3 separate regions of the Sus scrofa genome follow, and all the other regions are linked to region 3. A link is a contact called in public HiChIP or PLAC-seq data. All regions are on one chromosome and are shown on one strand. The core of a region is the stretch at or near the end of the contact, and the rest is flanking DNA. Distances in the headings are between cores, read along the strand shown.

Evidence for each region. HiChIP or PLAC-seq counts read pairs in DNA pulled down with a chosen protein or histone mark.
Region 1: a contact with region 3 is called in an H3K27ac HiChIP or PLAC-seq map of alveolar macrophages. The contact joins two enhancer-like sites. A contact is called at or near these places in 1 of 5 promoter capture datasets (fetal liver), 1 of 47 Hi-C or Micro-C datasets (mesenteric adipose tissue) and 1 of 2 datasets of contacts at active chromatin or transcription factors (alveolar macrophages).
Region 2: a contact with region 3 is called in an H3K27ac HiChIP or PLAC-seq map of alveolar macrophages. The contact joins two enhancer-like sites. A contact is called at or near these places in 2 of 47 Hi-C or Micro-C datasets (embryonic fibroblasts and subcutaneous adipose tissue) and 1 of 2 datasets of contacts at active chromatin or transcription factors (alveolar macrophages).

What each region holds. Positions count from the first base shown.
Region 1 is chr2:69,085,307-69,088,625 of Sscrofa11.1, forward strand. No RefSeq gene overlaps it. Among named protein-coding and RNA genes, the nearest start is that of ICAM1, 10 kb to the right of the region's middle. Within about 2 kb of position 1,870, at least 21 of the 83 cell types and tissues checked have an H3K27ac peak or open chromatin away from gene starts, as enhancers often do. A contact at or near this core is called in alveolar macrophages, where this site is marked.
Region 2 is chr2:69,219,533-69,222,892 of Sscrofa11.1, forward strand. It overlaps LOC110259341 (a long non-coding RNA gene), which reads left to right. Exons shown (of 3, transcript XR_002341637.1): 2 at 2,330-2,437; 3 at 3,095-3,360. Among named protein-coding and RNA genes, the nearest start is that of CDC37, 8.3 kb to the left of the region's middle. Within about 2 kb of position 1,724, at least 30 of the 83 cell types and tissues checked have an H3K27ac peak or open chromatin away from gene starts, as enhancers often do. A contact at or near this core is called in alveolar macrophages, where this site is marked.
Region 3 is chr2:69,538,904-69,541,828 of Sscrofa11.1, forward strand. DNM2 (dynamin-2) reads left to right here. Exons shown (of 20, transcript XM_021083818.1): 9 at 1,258-1,325; 10 at 1,933-2,071. Among named protein-coding and RNA genes, the nearest start is that of MIR199A-2, 18 kb to the right of the region's middle. Within about 2 kb of position 1,613, at least 12 of the 83 cell types and tissues checked have an H3K27ac peak or open chromatin away from gene starts, as enhancers often do. A contact at or near this core is called in alveolar macrophages, where this site is marked.

The DNA.
Region 1 (3,319 bases), core at 620-3,119, 450 kb before region 3:
GGCAGATCCTTAACCTACTGTGCCAGGCCAGAGATCAGACCCATGTCCCAGTTCTCCCAAGACGCCACTGATCCTGCTGTGCCACTGCAGGAACTTCTTTATTTTTTGCAATGTTGTGTCGATTTCTGCTGTACAGCAGAATGACCCAGTCATATATATATATATATATTTTTTTTTTTCTTTTTGCCTTTTCTAGGGCTGCACCCACAGCATGTGGAGTTTCCCAGGCTAGGGGTCTAATTGGAGCTACAGTTGCCGGCCTACACCACAGCCACAGCAACGCCAGATCCTACCCATGTCTGCAACCTACACCACAGCTCATGGCAAGCCGGATCCTTAACCCACTGAGTGAGGCCAGGGATCAAACCCACAACCTCATGGTTCCTAGTTGGATTCGTTAACCACTGAGTCACGACGGGAACTCCTATACCTTCTTTTTTTCATTCTGTCTTCTACCATATTCTATCCCTGTGCTATACAGCAGGACCTCATTGGCTTTTCCATTCTAAATATAGTAGTTTGCATCTGCTAACCCCAAACTCCCCATATATCCCACCTGCTTCCCCCTCCCTCTTGGCAACCACAGGTCTGTTCCGCATGTCTGTGAGTCTGTTTTTGTTAAAGCCTTCTTTTAAAAAAAAAAGAGAGAGAGAGAGGGAGTTCTCTCATGGCGCAGTGGGTTAAGGATCCAGTGTTGTCACTGCAGCAGTGACAGTGGCGGCAATTGGGTCGATGCTGTGGCATAGGTTCAATCTGGCCCCAGAACCTCCAAAGTAGTTCTGCAGGTGCAGCCAAAGAGAGAAAGGCGAGTGGAGACATTTCTTCAGGGGAGTTGTTGCTACTTGCCAATCCCATCACACCCTCTTGGGCCATGGGTAAACCCCGAGAGGAAGGGGACTTCACAGCTTTTGAAAGCTATCTCTGAAGGCAGGACATCCAGGACTCAGGATGATTTAGGCTTAGGAAAGCTCAAGTGAGGGAGTTCCCATTGTGACTCAGCAGGTTACAAACCCAACTAGTATCCATGAGGACGCCGGTTTGATCCCTGGCATTGCTCAGTGGGTTAAGGATTCAGTGTTGCTGTGAGCTGTGGTGTACTTTGCAGACTCGGCTTGGATCTTGCGGTGCTGTGGTTGTGGTGTAGGCCGGCAGCTGCAGCTTAGATTCGACCCCTAGCCTGGGAAATGCCATATGCTGTATGTTCAGCCTTAAAAAGTGAAAAAAAAAAAATCAAGTGAGCCAAGGGAATGGGATCTGACCCCCAGGAGACCCAGAGGGTGAGAGGCAGGTGGCTCTGATGGTGGCATCAGGGTGGCCGCTTATTGGTGGCCCACTGGGAGGGAAGAGAGTGTAGGACCTGACCCCAAGGACTGAGGGAAGAGCCACAAGCCAAATCAAAGATGACTCCATCCCAGCAAAGGGGTCCCCAGGAAAGAGGAAGCCCCAGAGAGCCCCCTAAAATACTTAACCACACTCCTGGGGCATCCAAAGGGGGCAAAGCCACCTGCCAAGGGGGAGCTGCCCTGTCCCCTCCTCCCTGCACCTGGGCAGGAGGGACTCAAGCGCCCATGGGAGGAAGCGAAGGGAACAAGCCCTTCTTCCTCTACCAAGGCCTCCAGCCTGGAGAGGCCCGACCCGGGGCTCCCAGCCAACACCAAGTCGAGATCAGCAGTTTGCACATGATATTGATTTGGGCCTGAGTCCCAGGCAGAATTCTCAGCCAGGGCAGAGTCCACCACAGAATAAACATTCAAAGAGCGGAGGGAGAAGCCAAGTTATGTTTTTATCAACATCCAAACGTCATGAAGTTTTGCTTTACACCCAAGGGCTGTGATGCGGAACCATGAGGCTAGAATGAACTCATCTGTGGGAATGCAGGAGGAAGTGTGAATTCCTGCCTAGTTCTAAGGAAGCAGACACACTGTAACTCCTACTGTCTCTTCTCCCTGAACAGCAATGGCCTTATTGAAAACTCATACCCACCCACCCTCTTTTATTTTTTGGCCAAAGATCTAATCTGAACCACAGCTGCAACCCATGCCACATCTGCAGCAACATCAGGTCCTTAACCCCCCGTGCCACAGTGGAAACTCCTCAAGCCCACCCTTTGAGGTTTGTGTTACCCTCCCATTCTATAGCTGAGGCCATCAAGATTCTGCTAGGAGAAGTGACTTGCTCAAGGTCAGAGCTTGTGGCAGGTGCTCTCGGCAACTTGACCACATCCCATCAAGCACTTGCTGGTCTGTGCACACCCCCAGCAGCTGCAGGACTCTACTGGGCTTGTCAACTGGACAGGTCAGAAGGACTGGGGAACCATAATGAGATACCACTTCCCACGCATTGGGGGGCAATCATAGTAATATTAGAGCAAAATTAATTTTGGCTAGCAAGAGTTCCCGTTGACCCAACATAGTGTCAATGAGGTTTCGGGTTCCATCCCTGGCCCCACTCCAGAGGTTAAGAATCTGGCATTGCAATAAACTCTGATGTAGGTGGAAGATGTGGCTGGGATCCCGAGCTGCTGTGGCTGTGGTGTAGGTGTAGCTGCAGCTCCGTTTAGACCCCTAGCCTGGGAACTTCCATGTGCTGCAGGTGTGGCCATAAAAAGAAAAATAAATAAATAATTAAATACATTTTGGCCAGGATGTGGAGAAATTGAAATCCCAGAATCTTTGTACCTTGCTGGTGGGACTGCAACATGGTACAGCTGCTGTGGAAAATAGTCTGGCGGTCTCTCAAAAAGTTAAACATGGAATTAGCATGTGACTCAACAATTCCACTCTTAGTTATATACCCCAAAGAACTGAAAACATGTTTGTACAAAATCGTGCTCATGGAAAGTTCCCATTGTGGCTCAGTGGTAACAAGCCTCAATAGTATCCATGATGATGAGAGTTTGATCCCTGGTCTCGCTCAGTGGATTAAGGGTTCAGCATTGCTGGAATTGTGGTGTACATCGCAGATATGGCTCGGATCTGGCATTGCTGTGGCTGTGGTGTAGGGTGGCATCTATAGCTCCCATTTGACCCCTAGCCTGGGAACTTCTATATGGTGCAGGTGCAGCCCTAAAAAGTAAAACAAAAACAAAAACAAAAACAAAAAACAAAACAAAAAAACACATAGCAGCATGATTAACAATAGCCAAAAGGTAGAAACAACCCAAATATCTACCCACTGATAAAGGGATAAACAAAATGTGATACACCTTTACAATGGAATATTATTCAAACTATGGCCCGAATATCATGGAGGTTCCTCAAAAAATTAAGAGAATCGGAAGAACGTCGTCGTCTTTAACGAATCCAACTAGTATCCATGA
Region 2 (3,360 bases), core at 474-2,973, 320 kb before region 3:
TGCAGATCTGTCAATGTAATACTAGAGCCTAAGCATGGCCCTTACTGCAATGGCTCTTTCTCTGCCTGTCTGAGCACATGTGTCTGTCTGCATACAGAGGAGAAGGTGCACTATTCCCTGAGTGTCTAATCCATTCCTTCATTTATTCATTCAGGATACACTGAGACTACGGGGGGGGGGGCATGATGAATGTGTAACACCTCTTGCCCTCACAGAGCTCTAGTGGGGAGTACAAATAATCACAACCTCAAATGAGGAGTGCTTTAATGGGGGCAGAATAAGCATGAGTGGGAGCCCAGAACATAGGCTAGTTCAGTCTGGCTGAGAAGTGAAAATGACCTTAAGCTATCTTTATATCATTCATCTATTTTTCAACAATTGTCTGTCACAGGTTTGCTTGATGTTAAGCACTAGGTAGCTGAGATGATGTTTACATTCACTTCTACTAGTTCACATTGAACTGACGTGCTAACTAGTGTTATATGGTAAAAAAAAAGAAGTAAGAGGGAAAGTAGGGGGTGAAGTAGCTAGTCCATAGTAGACCTGCTATGAACTTTATGAGTACGCTCTTGAGTCTTCAAAATAATAACCAGACACAGACATTGGACAAACACTTAATAAGAACCTACTACGTTCAAGATTCAGTTTTAGGCACTAGAAATACAGTAATTAATAAAATAGATAGGGAGTTCCCATTGTGGCTCAGCTGTAAGGAACCCGACTAGTATCCATGAGGACGTGGGTTTGATCCCTGGCCTCACTCAGTGGGTTAAGGATCCAGTGTTGTTGTGAGCTGTAGTGTAGGTTGCAGATGAGGCTTGGATGTGGTGTTAACGTGGCTGTGGTAATAGGCCAGCAGTTCCAGCTCCAATTCAACTCCTAGCCTGGGAACTTCCATATGCCCACAGGTCCAGCCCTAAAAAAAAAAAAAAAAAAAGCAAAAAAAAAAAACCAAAAAGATAAAATATTTGTGTTCTCCTGCAGTTGATATTCTACTATGGGACAAGACAGACAATACATGCAATAGGTAAATTTCATAGTATGTTATGAAATGATGAATGCTGTAGAAAAATAGAGCAGGATAAAGGGGTTCAAGGAATCCTGAGGGGCTAGCAATTTTAAACAGAATTGGGGTGAAGAGAATTGCCACCAGAGATGCCTGGGAAGGTGAGATGTGCACAAAGGCCGGGAGGATGTAAAGGACTTGTGGCTATTTAAGAGAACAGAGTTCTAGGCAGAAAGAACAGCAAGTGCAAAGCCCCTGAGACTAGATTGTGCCTGGTGTGTCCAGAAACAACCAAGAGACCCGTGTAGACAGAGCAGAGTGAGCCACGAGAGTGGGAGGAGATGAGAATAGGTAGGTGACTGAATACATCAGGGTGAACCGTGTGGGCCTCTTCTTGAGGACTTTGACTTCTCTGAGTAAGGTGAAAGCCATGGAGAGCTCTGAGCAGAAGAGGGAAAGGATCCGACTTGGGTTCTAACAGGCTCCCACAGGCTCAAATGTCAATAGCATCTATTAAGCACTTACTGAGTTCAGGACGCTGTTCTGCGAGCATTCAATATGGTATAATATCATTTTATTCTCATAAAGAACCTGTAAGGATTACCATTCCATTTCACAGAGGTGAAACCGAGGCTCAGAAAGTTTAAGTCATTGGCCTATGGTCACACAGCAATGACTTGCAGCGCCTGGGTGTGAAGGCGCAGTGAGCCATCCTTCCCCTCCCCCAAGCTTTTAGCCAGGGATCGCCGGCCGCAGAGCGCACTCATCATCGGGAGTTGCGTCTGTGTCCCTGTCTGTCTGTTTCTATTTCCACGCGTCCCTGTCTGTCTCCGCGCGCCTCTGCTTGTGCGTCCCCCATCTGTGCCCAAGCCGCCGTCTCGCTGCGCCCGGCCCCCGCACCTCGGAGCTATTTCGGGTTTTGGCATAAAAGCCCAACAGCTCGGAGGAGAGGCTTCCTCCGGCCCCCGGCTCGGACCACGCGCCACACGCGGTCGGCTCCGGGAGCTCCGCGTCTTCTTTGAGGGATCCCCAGGCTGGGGAAGCCCCCGCGGGAGGACAGCTGGGGGCTGGGGCGACCCGGGCCCGAGGCTCCCGGCCCCCCAGTGGCCAATCCCGGCATTGACGCTGTCCACAGCCCAGCCGTGCGTCAGCTATCGTTCTGGCAACAGGCGTGCGACGTCACCGACAGGCAGTGCGTCAGCCACCTGCTGACGTAACGCCCCGGGAGAGGCAATTGGCAAGGAGCGGGGGCGGATTTCATGCTCAGCCGGCAGGGGGAGCTCCAGGGCGTTAATGGCGGATGCCTTCGGCCTGGTCCTGCAGGAGGCGCTGGTCCCGGCCAACATGGCCTCTGAAGCCCCTAAGGCGCGCTAGTTTGGAGGGATGAAGAGGAGTTGCAGTGTCCTGTCAGTGGCCTGGACCCAGGACGAGGTGCGAGGGGCGGGGCCCGGGATAGGGGCGGGCTTTGGGCTGCGGTGGTGGTCCGTGGGGCGGCACCTACTGAACACGGCTGCCCACTAGGCCTGGTTGCGCTTCCTCAGGCTTCCCCGATGCCTCAGTTTACTCCCTTGACTTCATTATTCTTCTGCTGCCCAGATTAAGAGGCTCTCAGCCGAGGAGTAGAAGGCAGGGTCTTCCAAGGGACTTTCCAAATAGGAAGAGGATTGTAGGGTGGAGGGGGGCTGTGCTGAGTGTGAGGTCTTAAGGGTCTCAGATGTAAGGGAAGGGGGGGGGTCACAGACATTGAAGCCAAGAAGAGGCTGCATAGACTTGGAGGGTGGTGACATGTTAGAGGGGTTATGCAGTGAGGGACGGAGTAAAGGCATGAGGGCCCAGATCCCCAGGACTGGGACATCAAAAGGGAGCCCCACCAAATGTATGGCTGAGAATAGGCATCCTTCAGATGTAAGAGCCGAGAAGGCACCCTCTGTGGGAGGGATTAGCGAGTGGCTAAGAGTGAGAGGGACAAAGGAGCCTGTATCCCCATCAGCCACTCTCTCTGATGGCCAGAGAGGGACGGTACTGTGGAGAGGGGCTCAGAGCTGCCTGGTCAGGCTGCACCCCTTTCCCTCCCTTGTCCCACCTCAGAGGCCAAGAGAGACCCCTGAACCCAGCCAAGCCAACATGCTGGGGGCTGACCTCCGACGCCCTCGCCGACGCCTCTCCACAGGCCCAGGCCTGGGCTGGACTGAGCCTGAGCCCTTGGACACTGGGGTCCCTCTGCCACCACGGCCCACCACGCTGCCACTGCTGATCCCTCCGAGGATTTCCATCACCAAAGCTGACAGGTAGGCGGGAAGAGGACCAGGCTGGGAGACAGGGTGGAGGAACAGGGCCAGCTGGGTTAAGTCCAG
Region 3 (2,925 bases), core at 363-2,862:
CAGCTCTGGGGGCTGGGATGGGAGAATTTTTTAAACTGCCAGAAGTTTTACACTTTTTCCATTGACCAGATAACACTTTTGTAAAAATCAGTAAAGTTCTTTTCAATAGGAGAAAAAAAGCTAAAAGGAGAAAAACCTCCGTAATCCTAGTAGCCACAGGCAGTGCCTCTTAGCAGCACCTGAATGTGTCCTTTGAGAATTATTTCTGTGCAAATGCAGGCAAAAAACCTCCCTGTATCCACAAACATAGCACATAAAGTCATCCATATTAATGTGTGCATATATATTTTTTAAAAAACAAATTATGTGTCTTTGGACACTTTTTTTCTTTGATTTGTAGTATATGCATTTCATGTGTTGTCAGTGGCAAAACACTGTCTTATTTTATGGATATCCCATTGTGCATTTAACCAGTCTTCCATTGTTGGGCATTTAGGTTGTTTGAACATTTTAGCGTTTATGGATGGTTTTAGCTACAGGAATGTAGCTAATTCTTGATTAATTCCTCAAGATAAATTTTAGATCACTTAAAACTACCAGGTGACAGTTCAGGTATGTTTTTTATTTTTTTATTTTTTATTTATTTATTTATTTTATTTTCCCACTGTACAGCAAGGGGGTCAGGTTATCCTTACATGTATACATTACAATTACATTTTTCCCCCAGCCTTTCTTCTGTTGCAACATGTTTTTTATTTTTTATTTATTTTTTATTTTATTTTATTTTTTTTGTCTTTTTGCCATTTCTTGGGCCGCTCCCTCGGCATATGGAGGTTCCCAGGCTAGGGGTCTAATCGGAGCTGTAGCTGCCAGCCTACACCAGAGCCACAGCAACATGGGATCCGAGCCGTGTCTGCAACCTACACCACAGCTCACGGCAACGCCGGATCGTTAACCCACTGAGCAAGGGCAGGGACTGAACCCACAACCTCATGGTTCCTAGTCAGATTCGTTAACCACTGCACCACGACAGGAACTCACAGGTATGTTTTTTAGATGTTCTCGATTTATATTGCTGAGTAGTAGCCCAGAAGAAAGTTGATATGAATTGATTTTCCTTCCAAGAGAGCAAGAGTGTTTGTTTCAGAACATCTTTGTTGAAACTGAGTTTTAATATTTTTAAAAATTTTTGACCAGTTAAATATTCTGCCAGGTGAATGCAAACAGGACACAGGAGATCACACTCCCCCCACTAGAGACCTATTGTCGGGGGTGCCTAGGTAGCTCCTTGCATGTGTTTGGTTTGTCTGTTCTCAGATGGAGTTTGATGAGAAGGACTTAAGACGGGAGATCAGCTATGCCATTAAGAACATCCATGGAGTCAGGCAAGTTCCATTCATGAGTCACCATGTTCCCATCATTTCCATGGTGCCACCCTGCAGCCAGTCAGTGCCCCCCCAAACCTCTGGGTGCCCCGATTGATTGTGAGACCTGGAAAGGGCTCCAGAGTGATTTGCAGTAGCTGTCAGTCTCTCCCTCTGGTCTCCAAGTTCACTCAAGTGTGTATGTGAGTAGTTCTGTGTGGATCTCTTGTATCCCCTTGGGCTGTCCACTGCTCTTGGGTTAAACATTGGTTAAACCTCCCAGTCACTGTGGTCAGGAAGTAAGAAAACTCACTGCAGATTTGCCCTGGGGGGCGGGGAATGGAAGGGAGCTGAGTCACTATTACAGGAACCCACCGGTGCCCCATGAGCCTCCTGGGTCCCCACCCTGTTCCGGCAAAAATCATGGCTCCCGGCCTCCAGTCTCTTGTTGCCAAGGGGTCCTCAGATCACCCCGGGGGGTTCCAGGTAGTGGATGCAAGCGTCTGACCCCCCCAGACTTGCTGTGACCTTGGCTTTCTCGGGAACCGGCCTGTGCCTGTGAAATTGCTGACCGTGCTTTGTTTCTCTCTGACTTATCTCCCCTGCCCCCGGGTACGGATGGTTTTAGGACCGGGCTCTTCACCCCGGACTTGGCATTCGAGGCCATTGTGAAAAAGCAGGTCGTCAAGCTGAAAGAGCCCTGTCTGAAATGTGTCGACCTGGTTATCCAGGAGCTAATCAATACAGTTAGGCAGTGTACCAGTAAGGTATTGGACCCTCGGCAGGGTGACTCCTGGCCTTGTGGAAACGGGGCTACGGGGGTTTGGTATCAGGCTCCCAGTGCTGCTTGGCCTTTGCCCTGCTGGTCCCCTCACCTCTCCTTCCCAGATTGCCTCGGTGTCCAAGAACGTGGCCTCTTCCCAGAGGCTGGGGCGGGCGCGTTTCGGCCTGGGTGCAACCGGGGGTGCCAGACCTCCAGATTCCAGACTGGTGGGCAGGGCGCCCTGGGACCTTGATACCAAGCTTAGCATGTATTGGATGGGGGTTTCGTCGCGCTGTCGCTTTGCTGTCTTCTGGGTAGCAGAGAGGGACCTTGTGTCACCTCCTGGAGGCCAAGCTCCCTACACCTCCCTGCCCATCACCCCTTCTTGACAAAGGTGTGGTGCTTTAAGCACTCCCCAGTCAGCCACTTCTCTGTCCCCGAGGCGCCGAGAAAGCCCGAATGCCAACAGCATAATGAGTGCTCTGTCTGGCTTGGCCCCTAATGGCCTCTGCCAGCTCCCCAGCACCGCCCCAGGGGCAGGGTTGTCCCCCTAGGCAGCCCGTCCTCTGATTCCCCTAGGTCACAGTCACCTGTGTGCCAGTGTTCACAGGCCACTGCCTCCACATGGCAGGACATACCAGCTTCCCCGCGGGCCTGGCTCCCAGGGCAGCACGCTTTGGCCGAGCAGCTGAAGTGCTTCCCAGCGGGCGGTCTATGCTTGCACATCCACCATGGCCGTAGAGCTCTGGGTCAGCCTTCCAAGGCCAGAATTTCTGCTTTGATCCTTCTGTACTCAGTCTGGAAAAGCCCACATTTGCTTCTTAAGCTTCTTCGATTGGAAGAGGGAGGGGAAAGAAA